Linked DNA regions of Oryctolagus cuniculus: region 2 is linked to region 1. A link is a contact called in public Hi-C data. All regions are on one chromosome and are shown on one strand. The core of a region is the stretch at or near the end of the contact, and the rest is flanking DNA. Distances in the headings are between cores, read along the strand shown. Region 1 has its middle 13 kb from the start of WDR75. Region 2 overlaps GULP1 (GULP PTB domain containing engulfment adaptor 1).

Region 1 (4,062 bases), core at 618-3,117:
AATCAACCCAGATGTCCAACTGATGATTGGATAAAGAAACTCTGATGTATATATACTATGTAATACTACTCAGCCATAAAATAGAATGAAATCCTGTCTTTTGCGACAAAATGGATGCAACTGGAAACCATTATACTTAATGAAATAAGCCAGTGCTGAAAAGAAAAATACCATGTTTTCCTTGATCTGTAGTAACTAATAGAGTACCAAAAAATATAATGTATGAAAGTGACATTTTGAGCTTTGATGATTATTTACATCCCTTGTCTCTACTGTGTGAGGAACACTTCCTTCTTACTATTTGTTGAACTCTGTACTTAGTGTAGTATATATAATCCTAAGGGTATAAAAGAAACTAAAAATAGATCATTGTAAAAATTAAGAGAAGGAATAGGAGAGGGAAGGAGGAGGAAGGTTGGGAGCACATGTGGGATGGAGGGTATGGTGGGAAGTATCACTACGTTCCTAAATTTATACATGAAATACATGAAATTTGCATACCTTAAATAAATTTTTTTTAAAAAAACCGCAACTACAGAAATACAGATATACCACATGGTGGCAGCAAAGTTACATCATTATTTTTGCAAGTTTTTTTTTTTTTTATACTTCACTGTACTAGAAATTACAGTGATCCTGTTAGAAAATTGAAAAATTCTGTAGATGTTTAATTAATGAAGAAGCTTAGTAGAATGTTATAGAATGAGTATTTATCAACATGAAGAAATGCAAAAAGATTTTGGGAACGTTAATCATCCTTATGTGCAAAAATATCTCTTGAATCTTAAATTCTGAAACTTCAAGTTGTTTTTGTAATCAGATTCCTCTGCTTCATTGTTTTTTCTCTGTCTACTATAAAAGTTTCATGAACTTTATTCTGTAACATTTAGGTTTTGAGAATGGGGTCATTCATGGCTCACAGGATATTATGCTGTGCTGAATGTGAACCTCTACAAATTCCAGCTGTTAATAGGACACGCAGTTCTTTTTCAGACAGCCTTCTTAGGCATGATGCCTAAGTTTAATTTCCATGTGTAAAGTCATACTTAAAGTATGTAAACTGAAACAGATGTTAGTACTCTGAGAGTACATTTGGTGCACGAAGGAATAGTTCCCCAGTCTATTCTTCCACTCCTACTTGATTTTAAAAGCTCCTTTGAATAGAAAAGGGTCTCAGGAGAACTATCTAGAATCTTTGACCCCATTAGTGTGTAGCAATTTACTCCTGGGAAACAGTTGCACCACATAAATGTTAGATTCTGCTTGAAACTCCCTTCCTTAATAGAATTTTCTTTTCTTCCATATAAACTCTAAGCTTTGTTTATTCTTCAATTAGGAAGATGTCCACCCTAATATTACCAATCTAATTCTTACTTATATTGTCATTCAAGTAATAATTCTAAACTTCTGTTTTCCCAAAGTTTACCAGTAATAGCCAGATGTTTTTATATAATTTCTCACCGATAATAGTTCAGATTTTAAAATACTATATTAATATGTCAAATATTTTGAAAGGCTTCCAGTATGTGAATTTTATTGGCAACAGATCATAGATTTCTAACCATGCTATGATTTGTGCTTCAAATAATTTGAGATAGAATTATTAGAACTAATTAACTACTTCTTTTTCTTTCTTCTTTACTTTTCTTCCACCTTTATTTGAAAAGAGAGTGACAGAGAAAAGGGAATATATGGAGAAAGACAGATCTTTTATCAGCTGATCTACTCCCTAAATTGCTGCAACAGCTAGGTCTAGGCCAGGCTGACTCCAGAAGTCAGGAACTCCGTCCTGGTCTCCCACATGTGTGGCAGAGGCCCAACCACTAGGGCTATCTTCTGTTACCTACTCAGTTGTGTTAGCATGAAGCTGGATCTGAAGCAGTGCAGCTGGGACTTGAACTGGCACTTACATATGGGATACTGGTGTCACAAATGGCAATTTATTCCACTGTGCTACAATGTCAGCTGCTCCATTCTGTTTTTGAAATTATTTGTTGACTATGCTAGGATAAAAAGGCTAATTAAAACAGATAGACCCTAGTCTTAAGGAACATTCAGAAACTTAGTCATGGAATACATAGCCATCAAACCATAATTTATTGTTATATTGGCAAAGAGAAAAGTTTTGACAGCAAAGAAGAGGCAGTCTATGATTCTAAGGATGGAAGAAGAATTTACAGATAAAAATATTGGAATTAAATATTGAAAGATAGAGGATAATTGCTGCAGGCAGGGAAGTGGAAGTATTTTCTATGTTGCAGAGTAGAATGTACAGTGGAATGATGAATTTATGGAACATAAAGAACTTGGATATGGTTTACCCACAGACACATGGAGGGAGTAATAAGGTGATGTGAATGGAAAGAAGGATGAAAATAGATTTAGTCATGGTTAAAGATTTGAAAATATGAATGCAAAATTTTATTTAACAAAAATACAGTCTTCAGACTTAAATTTGTATCAAGATAGAAATATATTACCATTTGGTATACTAAAAATTTAAAGATTTATTTATTTGAAAGGCAGAGAGAAAGAGAAAGAGAAAGAGAGAATCTTCCATCTGCTGCTTCACTCTCTAAATGGCCACAATGGCTGGAGCTGGGCCAAGCTGAAGCCAGGAACCAGGAGCTTCTTCCAAGTTTCCCATGAGGGTACAGAGTCCCAAGCACTTAGGCCGTCTTCTGCTGCTTTCCTAGGTGCATTAGTAAGGATCTAGATTAGAGGTCGAGCAGTTGGGACTTGAACCATCTCCCATATGGAATGCCAGTACTGAAGGCAGAGGCTTAACCTTCTATGCCACAGCGCTGGCCCCTGTATAGTAAAAATTTAAATAGATAATCTTTAAAACTTTTTTTTTTTTTAATTTGAGAAAGACACGGAAAGAGATGGAAAGAGAGGAAGTACTGTTCTGCTGATTCACTCCTCAGATATCCTCAGTGAATCCAGGAGCCAGAAACTCAATCCAGGTCACCCCACAGGGTGGCAGGGACAGAATCACTCGTGCTCTCATTACTGACTCCTAGGTCTGAGTTAGCAAGAAGCTGGAATCAGGGGCCAGGACTTGAACTCAGGCATTCCAGTATGGAATGTGAGTGTACCTACTGACATCTTAACTGCTAGATCAACAGTCCACCTCACAGATTGATAATGTTAATGAGTTATATTCCAATTTTATGCATATAGTACATCAACTGACTAAAAATTTCAGGAGTTCCATGAAAATAAAATGTCTCCCTGAATTTTACTTTAAATATAAAGTCACTGATTATTCAGGTCTGTATTTATTTAGCTTCTAGATTAGGAAGCTGAGCTTTGGTGAAAAATGCAATTGGTATATGCTTTTAAGGCTATATTTATGACTAATAACCTTGTCTTTCCTAATGGCCAAGTTTTCTGGCTAAATGATAGCTCTAATACACGTTAAATATAACAGAAATAATTTAATTATCTGGACCACATTTTACAAAGTAAAACTTAGTTCAAAGTACATATGGAGGAATTTATGTTTAATAAATTTTTTTGTGTGTGTGATTTTCCTAGATTTTAGAACTGCTGACAGAAATGTATCAGTATTTCTGTTTTTCATATACATAATACTATTTTTTATTTTATAAAAATAAGTTAAATTTTCCAACTTCTGGTTTTGATATATGATTTATTTCTGAATCATATATTGTTTGGTCTTGACATTAAAGTCTTGGCTATGTGGAAGTAAAAGGATACATTATTTTTTGGGACATATGTGGATGTCTTTAAAAATGTTAGAAGTTTGGCCTGAAGTATTTTATATATTTTTTCAGAATACAACATGCTTCTAAGTTAAGGGAAAACATTCATGTTACTCCCTTCCATTTAATGTCTGACATTGAATCCCTCTTTGTTTTTATAGCCTGAATTATAATTACAAACCAAACAGATTCTAAGTGCTCTACTTTCCATTTTAATGTTTCTATCAAATTGTGGTTTGGGAGTGGATAGAAAACTATTACAACATTTTTTAAGTTTTCTAGTCTGCCTGAGCATTTTCATAAACAGTAAAATTTAAGTGATTTCATTTATGAA
Region 2 (4,062 bases), core at 968-3,467, 930 kb after region 1:
GGTTGATTCCATGTCTTAGCTATTGAAAGACTCAGCACAGAATTATAAAAGCTGTATCTTGAAAACATAAAGAATTATCTGTGCTTTTATATTAATATCTATTGTACCTTCTCGTTGGATTAGTAAATAAACATACATTATATATGGAGGGTGCACGTGTGTGCGTGTGCTTTTGTGTGTATGCTATGAGGTTGTGTTACATGTGCTTATTAGGTTGTGTTACAAAATCAAAAAGACTTACCTCAAACGGTAAAGTTAGAAACATATCAGGGGATTCCAATTCAATCCCATCAAGGTGGCATGTACCAATGCCATCTCACTAGTCCCAGTGATCAATTTCTGTTCACAACTGATCATAATGATAGGACTAAGAACCAAAGGGATCACATAAACAAGAATAGTGTCTGCAAATACTAGCTGATAGAATAAAAAGGGAGAGAACAATCCAACATGGGAAGTGAGATACACAGCAGACCCATAGAATGGCAGATGTCCTATACAGCACTCTGGCCTCAGAATCAACCTTAAGGCATGCGGATCCAGCTGAAAAGCCCATGAGAGTATTTCAGGCATGGAAAGCCAAAACACTCTGGGAAAAAAAAAAAAAAAAAAAAAAAAAAACCTAAATGAAAGATCTCCACGAGTGAGATCCCAGTGGAAAGAACGGGTCATCAAAGAAGGAGGTACCTTTCTCTGAAGGGAGGAGAGAACTTCCACTTTGACCATGGCCTTGTCTAAATATGATCAGAGTCAGTGAACTCAGGGGGCTTCCATAGCCTTGGCAGCTCATGACAAGAGCCTAGGGTGATTCCTGATGCCATAAACAAGAGTGTCAATTTGTTAAGTCAACAACAGGAGTCACTGTGCACTTACTCCTCATGTAGGATCTTTGTCCTTAGTGTGCTGTACATTGAGATTTAATGCTATAACTAGTACTCAAACAGTATTTTTCACTTTATGTTTCTGTGTGGGAGCAAACTGTTGAAATCTTTACTTAATGTATGCTAAACTGATCTTCTGTATATAAAGAGAATTGAAACTGAATCTTGATGTGAATGGAAGGGGAGAGGGAGTGGGAAAGGGGAGGGTTGCGGGTGGGAGGGACGTTATGGGGGGGAAGCCATTGTAATCCATAAGCAGTACTTTGGAAATTTATATACATTAAATAAAAGTTAAAAAAAAAAAACAAAATCAAAAAGAAAATCAAGGTATTCAGGCATTTAAGGAGAGATAGAGCCTCTCTCTTGACATTGCAGGATTTGGTGGTGGAGAAATTGAAAGAATCCAGTTAAATTTGAAAATTAAGCAATGAATATGTTTTTAAAAACTTATTTTAGTGGGGCCAGCACTGTAGTGCAGTGGGCTAATCCACCATCTGCAACACTGGCATCCCATATAGGCATGGGTTTAAGACCCAGCTGTTCCAATTCAGATCCGGCTCCCTGTTAATGTGCCTGAAAAAGCAGTGGAAGATGGTCCAAATACTTGGGCTCCTGCACCAATGTGGGAGATCTGGTTGAAGCTCCTGGCTCCTGGCTTCAGCCTGGCCCAGCCCTGGACATTGTAGCAATTTGGGAAGTGAAGCAGCAGATGAAAGATTCTCTCTCTCTCTCACTAATCTAAGTCTGCCTTTCAAATAAATAAATAAGATTTTTAGAACTTATTTTAGAATATATAGAAATATACACCATAAACAGACAACATACATACATATGTATACTACATGGTATGAGGTCGTTCCATGAAATACTTGGAACATATTTACATTAAAAAGAGTTGTCTATTATTTACCTGAAATGCAAAGTAACAGAATCTTGGTTTTATCTGGCAACTCTACTGTCTCGCTACTTCCCTTCTTTCTTTCCTCTTCCACCTTCTTTTTAAAAAGTGGACAGAAAACTATTAGGGGAAATAAATGGGATTTTTCACTCATCTTTCAAGGATTCAGAAAGTTACTTTGTACTATAACACTTTTCCAGCATATAGGTCATTCTAACTTGAGTCAAAATAGATGACATGCAAAGCAGGGCAGGGTTCCATTTCTCTTGTGTGCCATATTTATTTGCATTGTGCATTTCACTCTAATTTAGGGCAGATGTGAGTACACATGGTATAGCTCAGTCCTGCAGCCGAGAGCAGTTAAAAGTCTTTTTCTCCTTTCATGGCTTTGCATGCTGTGGAGAGTAACATAATTAATGCATGTGTGAATGCCCTTGAAGTGTCTGCCTTTATATCCTGGGGAGTACCATTTGTTTTCTTCCATTTTGGGTGGTAGAAGTGTTCAGCTCGCTGTCCTGCCCTGAATGCAGGCTGCTAGGTTTTTTTTCTGTTTCTCTCTTTTCGGTTTTGTGTCCTGTAGTCTTACATTCTGCATGTAATTCAGCTAGCTGTGCCAGAGATTTTTTTTCTTGTCTTTAAGAAACTTGTTTTCCTTCAGTGCAGACCTTTAAAAAGTATCCCCCCTTTCTTCCAAAGAATGTGGATTCATTTTGTTTCTTCTTCATCATCTGCTTGTTGATTTGGTGAAATTAAATGATTTGGATGTCTTTCACATATGAAGGCTGACTAAACAAATTAACTGTATGTGAAAGTATGTGAACAGAGAGCAACTCCTGCGGTGGGTTGCAAAAGCTTTCTAAGCTTGCTTCCCTGGTGCTGCTCTTTTCCAGAAACAGACAATGAGCAGTGGCTTCTGAGGTCCCACATCTGGAAACAAGCATCCCTGTGACCTCTACAAGGATTGCACAACCTTTTTGTTTCCAAAAAATCTACCAAAAAAATCACTAATAATTTATCTGTTGAGAAGGAAAGAAAGAAACAAAAGAAGGAAGGAAGTAGGGGCCAGAGGCAGAAAAAACAAAGGATAAGAAGGAAGGGAGGAAGGAGGAGAGGGAAGAGGGGGTGGAGGGGATGTGGGACAAGGAGGCGAAGAAAAACTAAAGCAGAAAATATCTAATCTTGGGATGGTGAATCATACGCTTTATATCAGGACAAGATAATCTTGTTCAAAGACCCTTCAGAGATCATCCAATTTTCCCACTTCACAGATGAAAGAAATGAGTCCCAGAGAAGCTATTAATCTTAATCATAAAATGGGTGTGTAGCAACTAGGCCTGGAACTAGTTTTGCAGATATGCACTAAATAAACCTTTTATTTTACACAGCTAATATTCTGTATCTAAAAAACAACATCCCATATATATTGTTATATTTATATCAAGATTTCTACTGGTTATACCACTTGACTCTTGAACATTGTTGCAGAATTCTAATGGCTAAAGTTATATTCATTCAATCTATATTTAAAGGGCTTAATATTCTCTTCTCTGCCTCTCCATTTTTTCTTGAAATTCTAGCTTACTGCATTCCATAGATTGCATGGCCACCTATAACTCTCCAAGACATTTTCCTGCTTGTAGACTTTAGTTTTGTCCCTGAATACCACTGACTTATATTTGGAAGACATTATGATCAATTTATCTTATATTCTTTACCCTCCTGAATTATTATTAATATTTGAAGGGCCCTTTTCAGATTTCTTTGACTTTTTTGCTTCAGTGGATTCATGTATTGGTAGTTCTGAATAGAAAGCTGAACTACCATTAAAATGTGAATATAATACTCCCGTGAAAAATATTCAAAGGAGGAGAAACATGCACATGGTGGAAAATGCCTTAGATAAAATAAACAAACCAAGCCTTTGACACAACAAAGTGAGAGAGAAGGATGATGTAGTACTCAAAGTACTTAAAATGTGACACTGCTAAGTCGTTTTCTTAAAAGAAAATGCAAAGAGAGCACTACTGAGTTTCAAAGTCATTATTGCGAAATTTCCATCCATTCATCAGAAGACATTTAATAAAGTGAAATCTAACTGATACTAATAATCTAACAGATACTATCAGGAAAGAAAACTAATTTACTACTTTTAGCTTATGGTTCTGGGTTACTATTCTTCTTTGTGGCTCATACTTAAATTGCTAAAATATTCATAACAATCCTGTGGAGAAGTCATTAATGCTTATATAAAGTTATGTTAAACTAAAGATTTTGTTAATTAAA

The links. A called contact is a pair of places that touch in the nucleus more often than the background predicts.
Region 2: a Hi-C map of an unstated tissue shows a contact between it and region 1, with 12 times the contacts expected there. The contact joins two enhancer-like sites. A contact is called at or near these places in 4 of 6 Hi-C or Micro-C datasets (embryonic fibroblasts, psoas muscle, skin fibroblasts and 1 more).

What each region holds. Positions count from the first base shown.
Region 1 is chr3:50,941,649-50,945,710 of mOryCun1.1, forward strand. No RefSeq gene overlaps it. Among named protein-coding and RNA genes, the nearest start is that of WDR75, 13 kb to the left of the region's middle. Within about 2 kb of position 1,868, at least 4 of the 8 cell types and tissues checked have an H3K27ac peak or open chromatin away from gene starts, as enhancers often do.
Region 2 is chr3:51,872,029-51,876,090 of mOryCun1.1, forward strand. The region is part of intron 6 of GULP1 (GULP PTB domain containing engulfment adaptor 1); the gene reads right to left. Among named protein-coding and RNA genes, the nearest start is that of GULP1, 260 kb to the right of the region's middle. Within about 2 kb of position 2,218, at least 2 of the 8 cell types and tissues checked have an H3K27ac peak or open chromatin away from gene starts, as enhancers often do.